2 separate regions of the Gossypium hirsutum genome follow, and region 1 is linked to region 2. Evidence: chromatin contacts called from public Hi-C data. All regions are on one chromosome and are shown on one strand. Each heading gives the region's core, a stretch centred on a gene start, on an enhancer-like site or on the middle of the called end of the contact. The rest is flanking DNA. Distances are from core to core; before and after follow the strand shown. Region 1 holds the start of LOC107913561. Region 2 holds the start of LOC107911431 (benzyl alcohol O-benzoyltransferase).

What was found. A called contact is a pair of places that touch in the nucleus more often than the background predicts.
Region 1: a contact with region 2 is called in a Hi-C map of leaf, with 1.9 times the contacts expected there. The contact joins the promoter of LOC107913561 here to the promoter of LOC107911431 in region 2. A contact is called at or near these places in 3 of 34 Hi-C or Micro-C datasets (callus and leaf).

What each region holds. Positions count from the first base shown.
Region 1 is chrD11:48,285,983-48,293,444 of Gossypium_hirsutum_v2.1, forward strand. It overlaps LOC107913561, which reads right to left and starts at 6,153. Exons shown (of 1, transcript XM_016842193.2): 1 at 4,864-6,153. The coding sequence starts at 5,763. The coding sequence ends at 5,329. LOC121223129 reads right to left here and starts at 1,568. Exons shown (of 1, transcript XM_041104189.1): 1 at 835-1,568. The coding sequence starts at 1,428. The coding sequence ends at 1,030. It overlaps LOC107913559, which reads left to right and starts at 1,953. Exons shown (of 8, transcript XM_016842190.2): 1 at 1,953-2,228; 2 at 2,323-2,396; 3 at 2,475-2,556; 4 at 2,806-2,856; 5 at 3,078-3,178; 6 at 3,594-3,747; 7 at 3,832-4,053; 8 at 4,604-4,887. The coding sequence starts at 2,106. The coding sequence ends at 4,720.
Region 2 is chrD11:48,145,549-48,152,228 of Gossypium_hirsutum_v2.1, forward strand. It overlaps LOC107911431 (benzyl alcohol O-benzoyltransferase), which reads left to right and starts at 2,112. Exons shown (of 2, transcript XM_016839255.2): 1 at 2,112-2,687; 2 at 2,926-4,028. The coding sequence starts at 2,238. The coding sequence ends at 3,825.

The DNA of each region.
Region 1 (7,462 bases), core at 4,903-7,402, 140 kb after region 2:
TTTCACTAACACTTCATACAAAATGTTGCATTTTTACAATATGAATTAAACAAGTAAAAGAAATAACAACAAAAATAACAGAATTATAAAAGTGTTAACTGCTGACCGCTTTGTTCCATAACACCATCATAGATTCTTGTGTCTCTTATTTTTATTTTTATTTATCTTTGGTTGGTTATTGGGTGACATAAAAGTGGACTAAAAAATGTATAAAAAGTAAAACAGAAATCCAAAAACTTACTAAAACTGGTTGAACCTGTTCAAACGGTTTTAGTTTGATAACATTCTCAACAGTTCAATCCAAAAAACGGTTTAACATTAGTGTCTGTGATTCAGCCAATTTTCAATTCAATTGATTCGGCTAGTCTATCCAATCCTAATTGTTTACTAAATTTTTTTGTTTGTGAAAAAAAATTACTTCAATTATTTTTTTTACATAAATGGGATTTTCACCAAATTTATAATTGAAAATTAAAAAAATAGCAAAAATAAATAAAAATAGAATGAGTAAATTCTGTATTTTATTTAAAATATTCTACACAAAGAAAATAGAAAAAGGCATAATTGCATAAAATATCCTCAACGAGTTTTTAATTTTGTGCCATTGACCTTTTTTTATTGACACCCTCAACATTACGGTTTTTTCACAAATCAACCCAACTTTAACAAAAAATGTTAGTTGACCATTAGTTAAGCATCGATAAATGAAATATCCTATGTGGTGTGCTGACGTGTCAAAAATAATAAATTAAATATAAAATTAAAAAGAAATAAATAATTTGTAAAAAATTAATTTTAACACTAAAATTAAAACCTATCATTAAAATACCTGAGCCCTTACTCCAAATCGTGAAATCCCTAAAAACTCTTTGGATGAAAAAAACTTCAACAATCTCCAACTGCTGATAAATTGAGACAACTTGGCTGTACAAATCAAGGGAAGAACACAAGTAAAATGATCTATTCTTCAATTATCACATTGGTAACATCTGCCAACTACTGACAAATTCAAATTGATTTAAGCAATTCTCAAAATTCAGAGTCATTTTTCATTCTATACCTAAATAGAAGCACTATGATTGCAAGCACCATCATCGACAATGAGTTTCCAACAGCTAGAAACACAGGAAGAGTGGTAGCGCAAGGAGACAATGCTGGAACAAGGACAAGACCGACAACAACCATTTTCTCCAAAGGTTGATTATGAGAATGACTTTTCCCACCCTTTCCAAACAAAAACAACAATAAATAACTACCACCAGTAACTATAAGCAAAATTGAAGCAAGTTTATACACTTTGTCTTCTCCGTTTCTGGGCCTGTCTGACAATGGAGAAAGGAAGCGATGGGTGGGAATGAAGGAATGAAGAAGGGAAATGATGGCTATGCCGCCTATTGTTGATAGGTCTTTGGCGTTGAAACTCTCCATTTTTACCTTTTTATTCAAAGTGGGAAGGAGATTGATTCTGTGTGTTACTTGAATTCAAAATAACTACTTTCCTATTCTCTTTTTTTTTTTTTTTCCTTCGATGGAGAGCAATGGTGAAAGAATAAATTGGTTGGTGTATATTGAAGCAATGAAAAACAACAAAAATTATAATACATATACCAATTTTGTCGTAAATTTAAGGATTTCAAGATTTGAGAAGGGATTAGGGATTTTAATGATAGGTTTTAATTTTAGCGTTATTTTTTTATAAATTATTTTTTAATTTTTCATTTAATTCTTTATTTTTGATATATAGGCTATTTCGTTGATCAGCACTTGACTAGCAATCAACTGACGTTTTCCGTTAAAGCCAGATTGATTTGTGAAAAAATCGTAACGTTGAGGGCGTCAATACATAAAAAAGAAAAGGTTAAGGGCACAAAACTAAAAACTCTTAAACATTGAGGGTATTTTATGTAATTATGCCAATAGAAAAAGGGTGTAAAAGTAAAGCAACGTGGAGGTGGTCGTTGTGGAGTTAGTGTCAGTGACAGAACTAACAGATATTCTAAAAGGTTCCCTAACTCCAAGGCCCAAAATCTTTGCGGCAAAATTTATAGAACCGAAAACAGTAAACCTAACTAGTACCATCGAACACAAAGAAGACAGAGCTACCCATGAAATTGTTTGATGCTCATTGCCACCTTCAAGATCCCAGAATTCTCAACAAAGCCCCCAAACTCATTTCCACTGCTTTGGATTCTGGTCTCCTTAATTTTGCTGTTAATGGTGTTTCTGAGGTCGCTCCTTTTACCTTGGATTTCTCATTCATTTTCCTATTTTATTTGCCTTTTTATAATGATATTATGCTTGGGTTTTTCTTGAAAACTGTAGAAAGATTGGCATTTGGTCAAAGAAATGGGAGACAACTATCCTTCTGTTATTCCATGCTTTGGAGTTCATCCTTGGTAAAATGGTTACTTTTAAAATGAATACTTAGATGTAGTTTTTAGGCTCTTCTCTTTTACTGTTTTCATTTGTTGCAGGTATGTTCCTCAGAGAAGTCCAAATTGGTTTACTACTCTCAAGGAATTCTTTGAAACCACTCCTTCTGCTGCTGTTGGAGAGGTAAATTTATTTCTTTTACCACTAATTCTACTTAATTTCTTAATATCTAACCAAGGGTATTTAGTTTTATTTTAATTGTGCAGTCCATAGGTCTGATGTAGAGTTCTAACTTCAGTTTTCCAAATTTCATGGTAAAAAAGAAAATATTAAAACAGAAGGTTTCAGGACTAGATTCTTACACTATTGTGCTTGGATTTATATTTTTTCATAGCTACCTCTCTAATAACAACATGCTTTTGCACATTTCAGATTGGCTTGGACAAAGGTTCAAAAGGAAGGGAGATTGATTTTAATGATCAGGTCCTCACTGTTTTTGTGCTATCTTGATTGTCATTTATTTTTTATTAATTCTACTTTTTCATAAGGCAGCATACTTTCTGTTTTCTCTAAGGCAAAAAGAGCAGCTCCATGCATAACAAAAAGACTTGCATCCTGTTTACATGTTGCCATTACTTGGTGTGTGTGCACGTATACTAGGCATTTTCGTGAAGTTTTCTGAATCTTTAAGTTCTATCTTCCAGATTGAAGTCTTTAGGCAACAGCTACAGCTTGCAAAAGAGCTGAAAAAACCAGCATCAGTCCATTGTGTTCGTGCATTTGGCGACCTCCTTCATATAGTGAAGTATGACTTTCTCTACATCTATTTGTAACTGAGATTTTCTCTTAAACAAATTATTAGGGACTATTTAGAAAATGTTTCAGCACAATTTCTCTAAGATCTGCCACTTAGTAGATAACAAATAACATAATGAAGGCAAGAAAGCCTTCGAAATCTCTGGCACTTATCACTATTAGTGTCTTTGCTAGAAGTGCTCATTATCAGGCATGTATCTTAGCTGCTTGTTTACCGATGTACATGTAAGATGCTTTAGTTAATGTATATGTTTCCTTACTGCAATGTATCTTATCACTATTAGTGTCTTTGATAGAAGTGCTCATTATCAGGCATGTATCTTAGCTGCTTGTTTACTGATGTACATGTAAGATGCTTTAGTTAATGTATGTGTTTCCTTACTGCAATGTATTAATATCCTCAGGGACATTGGGCCTTTCCCAGATGGTCTCCTCCTCCATTCTTACTTAGGTTCTGCGGAGATGGTTCCTGAATTTGTCAAATCTGGTGCTTACTTCTCATTATCCGGATACATCATGCCCATGAAAGTGCAGAAGGCCAAGAAAATGTTGAAGACGGTTAGTTCATCGAGTTTATTGTTCCATTGATCTGATCATCATGTAACAAAGTATACAATTGTCTTACCTCTGAAATTCCTGCAGATACCTTTGGAAAGGATCCTCTTAGAGTCGGATGCTCCGGATGCATTGCCACATTTAGAGTTAAGCTCTCTATTTTTGGTCGACGAAGATCCTTCCCTTCCACAAGAAATTTTTGCTCATGGGAGAACTGCTGCTTCAAATGTTAGCACTTCATCTGATACCTCAAGAGACGCTTCTTCATTGCCAAAAGACATGCTTAATCATCCGGCAAACATACATAACGTATAATTTCTAGTTCAACTGATGGGTATCTTTTCCATATGCCTGTAGACTGCTTACATCTTTATCTAATACCTTACTTTTGGCACCTATTCTCGTAGAAACTCAAGAAATATAATTACATAGGAAATAGCCTAAAACAAAATTAATAAAGGACAGTACCCTTCACCTCTGGTACATATCATGTTTCATTTATAAGCTTATGGATTTTTGGTTTGTTTTCTCCAGTTGAAAATAAATGTGATGTTCATAGCTTACTTAGTACCATCTGATTTGTATATGATATAAAGGAAGCATAGGAGACTATGATCTTATTTGGGTTGAGTTCTAATTACCAGCAGCACTAATATGTTGGGACGGGGTTGGTCTGAAGATGGAACCTCAATAAGTTTAGAGTCATCGAAATATTTTGTTATCACATCTACGACTGATAGTTGAATTTTTTTGAGGTGTCATCATTTAGTTTTGATCACATGGTATGCTGCCATATGCAATTCACACCGTTTGTAACATTCAGATTTCTTAATTTTTTTCACTTTTTCTTTTCCTTCAGGTGCTTGATTATGTTGCAAATTTGCTGGAAATTAGTAAAGAGGAACTTGCAGAAATAAGCTACAAGAATTCTATACGGTTGTTTTCTTATCAAGGTTCAAAAGTTGCCTTAGGATAATCTTTTAATGTCTTATAATCTTTTTACTGCAAAGGGAACATGCTTTCGTACCTTCTCTGTGTCTTCAAAATGTGAAAATGCTTTTATAATTTTTGGTTGTATTTTCAGTTTAGTTGAGTTCTAAGATGTAAATTTTATGGAAAATTATAATCATACTTTCTTATTTATCTTTGTGGGTATATTTTGTGTATCTAAGATCCTCTATTCTTCAAAATTCCAAATGAAATAAGTAGAATATAATTGCATAAATCACTCTTAACAATTAAACATTCTATAATAATAAAGTTAAATTTATTTATGTTAAGTTTATCCTATTAATAAAAAAGATCATTTTAAAGTATTTATTATTTGGTTCAGTTTAGCTTGTTATTATTTATAAGATGTAATTGAAGGCACAGCAATCCAATATCTTGTCAACCAGAATGGAAGAACAAGAATTTGGGATCTCAGTATATCCTTAATGTTACAAATATATGGGAAAAAAAAAAAGAAAGAAAGAAAGAAAGGGAGAAGAAACCTTAGATGAATCCAACACTATTAGTGGTGGTTCGCCTTTACGAGATGCAGCTGAAATATGATTATCATTCTCTTTACCTTTCCGTGCTGTTTCAGAGAGGTCGTGCACCTTTGCGTGGACTATCACCCCCATGTTTGTTGACAATGTTACCGAAAGGAACACGACGATTATCACCATCAGGCGATCCCAGCGGTGAGTCTTCATTTTCCAATGAATCCATCGAATTGCCTACATGTCCATCAGCAGCGCAAGACTGTTTCTTGGTTAAACTGCTAAGTTCCCTGTTAAGATTCCCTCCATTGCTTCCACAAACGCAATCTTCAAAACACCTATATAGGTAAGTAGCAATCCAAAAGATCCAGGGAATGCCAATGAGAACTATCCCAACAACAGGATACCAGGATGCGGATTTGGCCTTGGGTTGTAACATGTAAAGGCATAAGAAGGCGCCCCCCGTGCAGATGCAGAGGAAGAAAATGGTGGAGACAATGTAGATTCTGGCATCTCCTTGTTTAGTTTCTTGCATTGAATGGTGTTTGATGTAATTTGTGTATAGGATGGGAGGTGAAGAAAAAGGGAAAGTGTAGGGATCCCATGGAAGTTGAAGGAATTGAATGAAAATAGCATTGAAGGGGAAGTGGTTTGTTTTTGTTAGTATGGTTGTGGGGGAGATTAGCCGCTTTGCCAGTAATTTGGAAAATAAGCTTGAGCTGAAAAAACAACCAAAACTGCAAAACAGATAAATTATAAGGGAAGGCCCCAAAATTAAGAGTTCATTCCCGCCCTTTACCTCCTCTTATACTCTTATTTCGACTTTTGATATATACTTCCCACGTGTATTTAATATTTAAAATAAATAAAAATACTATAATTATAATTTAAGTAATGCTACAATATTACAATGATTAAATTGTAGGACCGTATTATCTCCTTTCAATATTTGCAAAACCAATTATATTGTAAATGCACTTAATAATAATATTAATTTTAGTCATAAAAAATAAATGTATCTCTTTTGCAATAATACAGCAAGGATAACAACATATGCAACATTCTAAATTAATATATATATATATATATAAAGTTTAAATTGGAAAATCTAAAAATATAAAGTTACCATGTAACATTCTAATTAAAAATATTCATCCTACTTTTGTTTCCTTTCTCTCATTCAAAAAGTTGGTTTAACATTAATAATCACACCCATAATATCTAACCTAAAAAACCAAATCAAAAATAAAATTATTCTTATTTACTAACGTATTTACTAAAAATTATAAAGTAAAACACTTTTGTAAAATTAAGAGGTTAACTTCTTTAGGAGGGTATAAGAAGTTGATAATAACTCATATTTATTATAAACATTAATAAATTTATCATAATTTTTTTAAGCTTATAAATAAAAAAAACCTTTAAGAAAATAAAATAAAAACCAATTAAGCCCCTGTATTAAATTCGTGCCCAATTAAGTTTTTTCCGTTAACTAAAATAATCAATTAAGCCCTTCCATTAACTGTTATTGGCCACGTTGACTGTTAAAATAAATTGACAGACCAATCAGATAGTGATACGTGGCAGCTTCTGGTTTAATCTAATATTTTTTCTCATAAAAAAGCATAAAAAAATTATAAAAATATAAAAATTAATATAAACTTATTAAAATTATAAAAAAGTTATAAATATTATAAAATATAAAAAATCTAATTAAATCTAATAAATTATAAAAAAAATATAAAATTAATAAAACTTAATTAAAATATTTAAAATAAAAAAAATATTAGAATTCTTAAAAAATAATAATAAATTGTAAAATATTAGAAAAACTATTAATATTGATATAAACTTATAAAAAATAAAAAAAACACATAAAAACTTGAACTGGACTGATTAGACCGAAATCAACAAGGTCACAGTTGAACAAATTTTTTAATTTTTAATATTTTTTTCAAACCAAAATTTCATTATCCAATTATTAGCATATGTCAGAATGAAATATTCTAACCAAGGTTTTCAGAATCGGACCGGTGGTTAAACCGATTAAGCCAGAGATTTGCCAGATCGACTGATCCGTTTAGTTCAATCAAATACAACAATAAAAAATAAAAAAAAATATTTTAAAAAAAATAAAATCAGTTCAACATCTGGTTCTAAGGTCAACCGGTCTAATGAGTTTATTCGAATCGATATCCCCACCGATTTTGGTCTAATCAATCCTATAATGACCT
Region 2 (6,680 bases), core at 862-3,361:
GTAAGTGGTGGCCCAAAACTGAGACCTAAAAGCTGGTTGAACCAAGCATGCTATGTGAAACTGAGCCGACGATCTAGCCGGTGGCTGGACAAGACAGGTCAGGTCGTCACTAGGCCCAGATCGAACTGGCAAAAGCCGAATCGGCTTAGGGTGCCGTGAGGGTGTCGCACTTGCCATGACACCACCGGACATGGCGGTGCCTGCGGTTGTGATGACGTCATTCTGGTGGCTGGTGGATGGTCTTTTGACAATTGAGCAGTGGAGGAATCATACTCCTACTGAGACTCTATTGGATGATTTGATTTTTAGATTAACTATTCCAAAAATAATGTTATTTTAATAAATTTAATATTTAAACAACTAACGCAACAAATGCAACTTAAACCCAAGTCACACCTAAAGTAGTGAACACCCTTAACCATCAAGCCATGACATGGAGTTTAATTCGAAATGTTGATCTTTAGATTTTTTTTTTAATTATCTTTCAGTAACCACTAAAAACATTTTTTCCATAATTGTGACATTTCTTTCAATCATGTTACAAGTTTTAGGTACCTAACCAATTCGGTTAAATACATTGATGTGGTACAAGTGAATAATAGCATGATGACACGTAATAGCCTTACATGTGGTAAAAAAATTATAAGAAAAATAAAATTATATATAAAATTTATTAAAAAATATAATTTTTTTTACACATAAGAAAAGAACTTGGATAAATCAAAATCTGGAAATCATTTTTCCATGTTTATTCTAGACATACTTTTTTAGTATTTTTTTATATATATTTTTATAACATATCAAAAATTTCATATTAGTATTATTATTTTGAAATTTAAAATATATAAAATCTAAAAAAGGTATTAAAAATATTATTTGACACTAGAATGAACTTGGAGAACTAACTGTATGAAATATTATTTGAAATATATTTTTTTAGATTTTATATATTTTAAACTTCAAAATAGTAATCTAATGTGTTATAAAAAAATTTAAAACATATAAAATACAAAAATATATGTCTAGAATTAACCTAGACAATTTTTTGTCCAGGTTCATCTGCTTATGTCAAAAATATATAATTTTTTATATTTTTATTTTTTCACATATCAAAATGTAAAGTTACCACGTGTCACCATGATAGTGATTATTAGTATCATATCAACACATTTTGTCGGCATTAATGAAGTACTTAAAAAGAGTACCAAATTAATTTATAATTTTTAAAATAGGTTTCAATTAAGTAAAAAAAAAGTTAAATACTAAATAAGTACCTAACCCAAATATTTAATTTTGGTAAGCTTGTATTACCAGAAAAGGTACACATAGAAATATCCGAAATTCAAAAAACTGGAATAAAGGCAAACATGTCTCTTAAAAAAGAGTTGACATAAACAAGCGCGTACATTAATGATTGTTAAAAAAAAGGGAATTTTTATTTTTATATTATGCTAAAATTTGTAATATACTTTGGATGTAGGGTGATATCTTTCAATTTCTTTTATATAGAAATTTTATTATCTAGTGTACTTTTTTTTTTATTTCTTAAATTTAAAATGTTAATATTATATGGAATATTCATTTAAATTGAGACTTTAAAAATTAAATTTGATAGCTCAATCATTTTTAAAATAGAGATGTAAGGGTGTATTATTTTATGAAGCCTAGGTTTATAATTGATTTTAATTTTTTTTTAGTTTTTTTCCATTTATTTCTCCTTATTCTAGATACATGAACATGCACTGGTTTAATCCTTCTAAATTTTAGAAAAAAAAAAAAAGAAAGAATCGACATTAGTTAAATAAATAGAGAACATAATGACTTATTTTGTGGTATACATCTAAAAAGATATGATTCGATAAATTTGAGCCGACCCATTGATGTTTTCTTTGTAAATATATGTACATTGAAGAAGTATTAAGGAATGATATTTACATTTGGCCCCATCTTTGAATCAAATTTTAGATCGGTGTCATCTTAAATTTATAATATTATATTTAATTCGAATTGTGACCACTGGTTAAAACGTGTTGGTTTGAAAAGATAAAGTTTCTTCCCCTCTATTCATTTTTGTTTGCAAGAACAGAACAAATTAGTCCACTTCACAAGCGGTCAATGCCCACGTCCAAAATTTTTGTAGCAAACAGAACCCCAGCCATTATATCAATTTTCCTTTGCTATATGTATACGTCTTGTAGGTGCCCAAGTTTCAGCACCCAACACTCAGTTCACCGCCAATGGCACCACCACCCTCCACTACCCTAGCTTTCAACGTCCGAAGACGTAAACCAGAACTTATTGCTCCGGCAAGGCCCACCCCTCATGAGTGCAAACTGTTATCCGACATCGATGACCAGGAGAGTCTCCGGTTTTATATCCCGGTGATCCAATTTTATAGATATAATCCTTCCATGATAGGGAAAGACCCTGCTGCGGTTATACGGGGGGCCCTGGCACAAACTCTAGTGTATTATTATCCATTTGCTGGTAGGTTAAGGGAAGGACCTAACTGCAAGCTTAGTGTGGATTGTACTGGCGAAGGTGCCTTGTATATCGAAGCCAATGCGGATGTTGCACTCCAGGATTTCGGGGATATACTTCAACCACCATTTCCTTGCATTGACAAGCTCCTTTATGATGTTCCTAACCCTAAAAGGATGCTGAATGACCCCTTGTTGTTCATTCAGGTATTTCTTAAATATACCTCCAATTTCTTATGAGCTTGGAGATACGCTGAGTTTCTCAGATCTGAGTTGATTCATTGAGTAAAAATTTCTTTTTCTTTATTTAATAATTAGTTACATGCAATGATTTTATATACAGTTAACTGTATATATATATTTTATTAAATTTGAATTTGTGTTTTTGTATTAAACTATATGATAAATGAGAATTTTTGAATGAGATGTATAAATTGAATTACAGGTAACAAGGTTGAGATGCGGAGGTTTCATATTAGGAATCAGTGTAAACCACGTGATGAGCGACGTTAGTGGAATGATGCAATTGATTTTAGGCATGGCGGAGATAGGGCGTGGAGCAGTCGCCCCTTCAATCCAACCCGTATGGGAGAGGCAGCTTTTAAATGCTCGAGATCCTCCACGAGTCTCATTGTTGCACCGCGAGTACAACCAAGTCGAAGAGGGCACGATCACAAGTAACCCATCCGAAAACACGGTCCACCGCTCCTTTTCCATTGGCCCCAACCAAGTTTCAACTCTTCGCAAACTTCTATCCAACACCCTTGGCCAATGTTCGAGGTTTGAAGTCTTAGCAGCTTGCATATGGCGCTGTCGAACCATTGCCCTAAAACCCCACCCTGACGAAGAGGTCCGCTTGCTATGCATGGTTAATGTACGCTCAAAGTTGAGCCCTCCATTACCATCAGGATATTACGGTAACGCCGTGGTGTTCCCAGCTGCCATAACAACAGCTAGAAAACTTAGCCAAAACCCATTAGGGTATGCAGTAAAACTGGTGAAACAAGCCAAGGAGAGGGTGAGCGGAGAGTATGTGAAATCGGTGGCGGATTTAATGGTGATGAAGGGTCGACCCCATTACCCTATGGCCGGGTCATGCGTGGTAACAGACGTAACACGCGCAGGATTTGAAGAAGTGGATTTTGGGTGGGGTAAGGCAGTGTATGGAGGGCTTGCAAAAGCTGGATTGGGTGCTAAATTACCTGCTGCCTCCCCATGCGTTAATTTAGTGGCAATCAAGGGTGGAATTGCTATCTCAATTTGTTTGCCAGCCCCAGCCATGGATATATTTGCCAAGGAATTGGAGTTCCACAGTAAATCCCTGTTTATTTCATCCGGTTTGTAGAATAATCACTTTCATTGCTTAACCCTCTGTAATCTCCTCCCAACCACAATATACTACAAATTTACTATTGGTTTAACAACCAGTTTAGTAAGTAACAGGAGCAAAACAGTATTGTTTGAACTGGATCGAAATCTAAAAAGTGACTTTAAATTGATTAGAACAAGAAACGGTACGAACAGATTGAATTGGGATTTTTTAATCCAATTATAATACCAATAATAATAAATTTCTACATTATAAATCTATTTACAAGCTATCTAAATATTTAATCTAATATCTTTTAGTATGATTAAAGAAAATATGATAACAATTCATATGATATATCTAGTAAAATGAAAAATGTAAGTAGCAACAACACTTGCATTCGTAGATATTAGATTCAAATAACTCAACTATTCTTTTCTTATAAAAAAAATTGTGATAAATATTATATGAGATAATTATATATAATTAATATTATATGCATAATGTAATACACAACTGACACTTTTTTTTTAATAAACATACAATTGTCTTTAATTATTTTATTTCAATTTATTTGATTATGTAACTTTATTTTAATGTAAATAATTATTATTTAAAGATACACGATTAGTTATTTTTATTTATCTAATAATTTTTTATTTCATGTAATATAAAATGATTAAAATATGTGCAGTAAGATAATAGTTAATTATCTATAAATTAGAATATTTTATACTTTAATAAAAGTGCAATTTAAGATTAATATAAGGCCTAATTCAATTTTATTTAGTTTTAATATGATAATAATTTCTTATGTTCTGATTTTTCTATTTAATCTTTTAATTAATAATATAGTTTTAATTGTTTAAATTTTAAAAAAATTAAATAGCAATACTCCCCCGTACAATTTTCTCAAAATTCTAACAGTCGACGCGTCTTCAATGGTGTTTCCGGTCATAACGAAGCCACCTGACAACCATTAAAACCACAACTCTTAAACATTAATTTCAGTCATTTTAAATAGATGTATTTTAGCTTTTGACTTTTGTAAAAATATTTTTTAATCAGATTATCTTTTTATCTCGTTTTATACTTTGCAATATCATGATAAACACTATCAAACTTTCAAAAGTTCTTTTACTGCACTTTTTAACTTTAATGCTAAATTAGCTTTAAACAGAGCGACTTAATATTGGTTCTCCATTGTTGTTGCGGTCAAAAGCTGCTTTTAAAATAAATGATTTTTAAAAGTAATTTAGAGAAATACTGTGAAAAAGTATGATTCATTAATTATAAGTGTGCTGCCAAAAATTGTAATTGAATATTAAAATGTCATTTTTAGATACGATAGTAAAAAGTAAAAAAGAAAGTTAAATAATTTAATATAATGATACATGAAATATAAATTTCAAACACCTTTTGAGTAATTAATATAAATTATTTGTAAAATGAATGATATATAAATTATTTTAAAAACTAAATATAATAATAAATAAGATTTAAACAATTTAATATAATATAAATTATATGGGTAAACTCCATTGCAGGTCACCCAATTATGCTTAGAAGTCTGTTTTTGGTTATTCAACTTTTAAAAGTTTTAAAATGGTCACTCAACTAATCAGGTTTGTTCTTTTTGATCCATTTCCGTTATGTAATTATTTGCCAGAAGGGTGAGCTAGTAGTCCAAAACTTGGTATAATAAAAAATTTCAATTTTTACATATTGTGTTAATTTAATCATGATTTTAAAAAAATTAACCATCAACATTATAAATTATCTCAAATTGATTCTAATTCTTAAAAAAAATAAAAAAAGAATACACAAATATTAAAAAAAACTATATTTAATTTAACAAATATATAAAAACTACGTTGTCTTTTATTTAAAATAATAAATTAATATTTAAAAAATACACATAGTTTATACTAAAATCATTAAAAAAACTATTTTTAAAATCGACTCAGCCCCCTTTCAAATCTCAAAGACTCTCTACCACCATCAACATCTCTTTCACATTTCAACCTCTCCATGGATCTTCAGTTTTTTTTTTCATTAATTCCAATTAAAAAAATCAAAATTTGGGGTCATAAGAGAAAAATCTAAATTTTCCTTATTCATTTGTCTGAATCTTTTGTTATTAAAAATTCAATTGGGTCCTCAAACATATCTTCACTTCTCTACCAAACTCGAAAGTCAAACCCCCTTAAAAACATTAGAAAATATTGTTCCATAAAACAAGATTAAAATCACACACTTGGTTTGGGATATTACCAGTTTCAGTCTAGAACTGTGTTTGGACTCTTGTCCTAATCAACGTTGTCGAAATCGGAGTTCCAGAGTTGAACAGTATTCATCCAGCTCCTCTTATCGCCGGTGCCGCCATCGTTTTCCATGTTTACCCTTCCATTTCCTTCATTAATGGTCACTGATCCATCACCAAGTTCATTACACAAATTTTCTTCCTCCTTTAATCTCTTAATAGCTAAAATGTTGAGTACGGATCTGGAAGAGATGTAGAAACAGAGAAGAGAGAGAAGAAATCCAGAGAGAAGAAGAATGAGAGAAGAGAGTCTAAAAATAGTTTTCAAATTTTGTACCCTCCTTCAGTCGGTTACAAGCAATATAATGACCTAATAATCGTAATTCCTCTAATTGACTAAAACGCACTCGTTTTCCAACTAGTTGAAACTCACCGTATCACTAACTCACTCAAGTATAAAACGCAGCGTTTAACTAATTAGTTTTAACAGTCTTAACTGAAATATAAAAGAAAATGTGACCGTTATTTAAACCATAACAATTTCCCGCCCTGGAAGAGATCCTTGTCCTTAAGGATCAAATGTTGGAAATCAACGCTGCAGGTCCAGCAATTTTTCCCACGAGGTGTC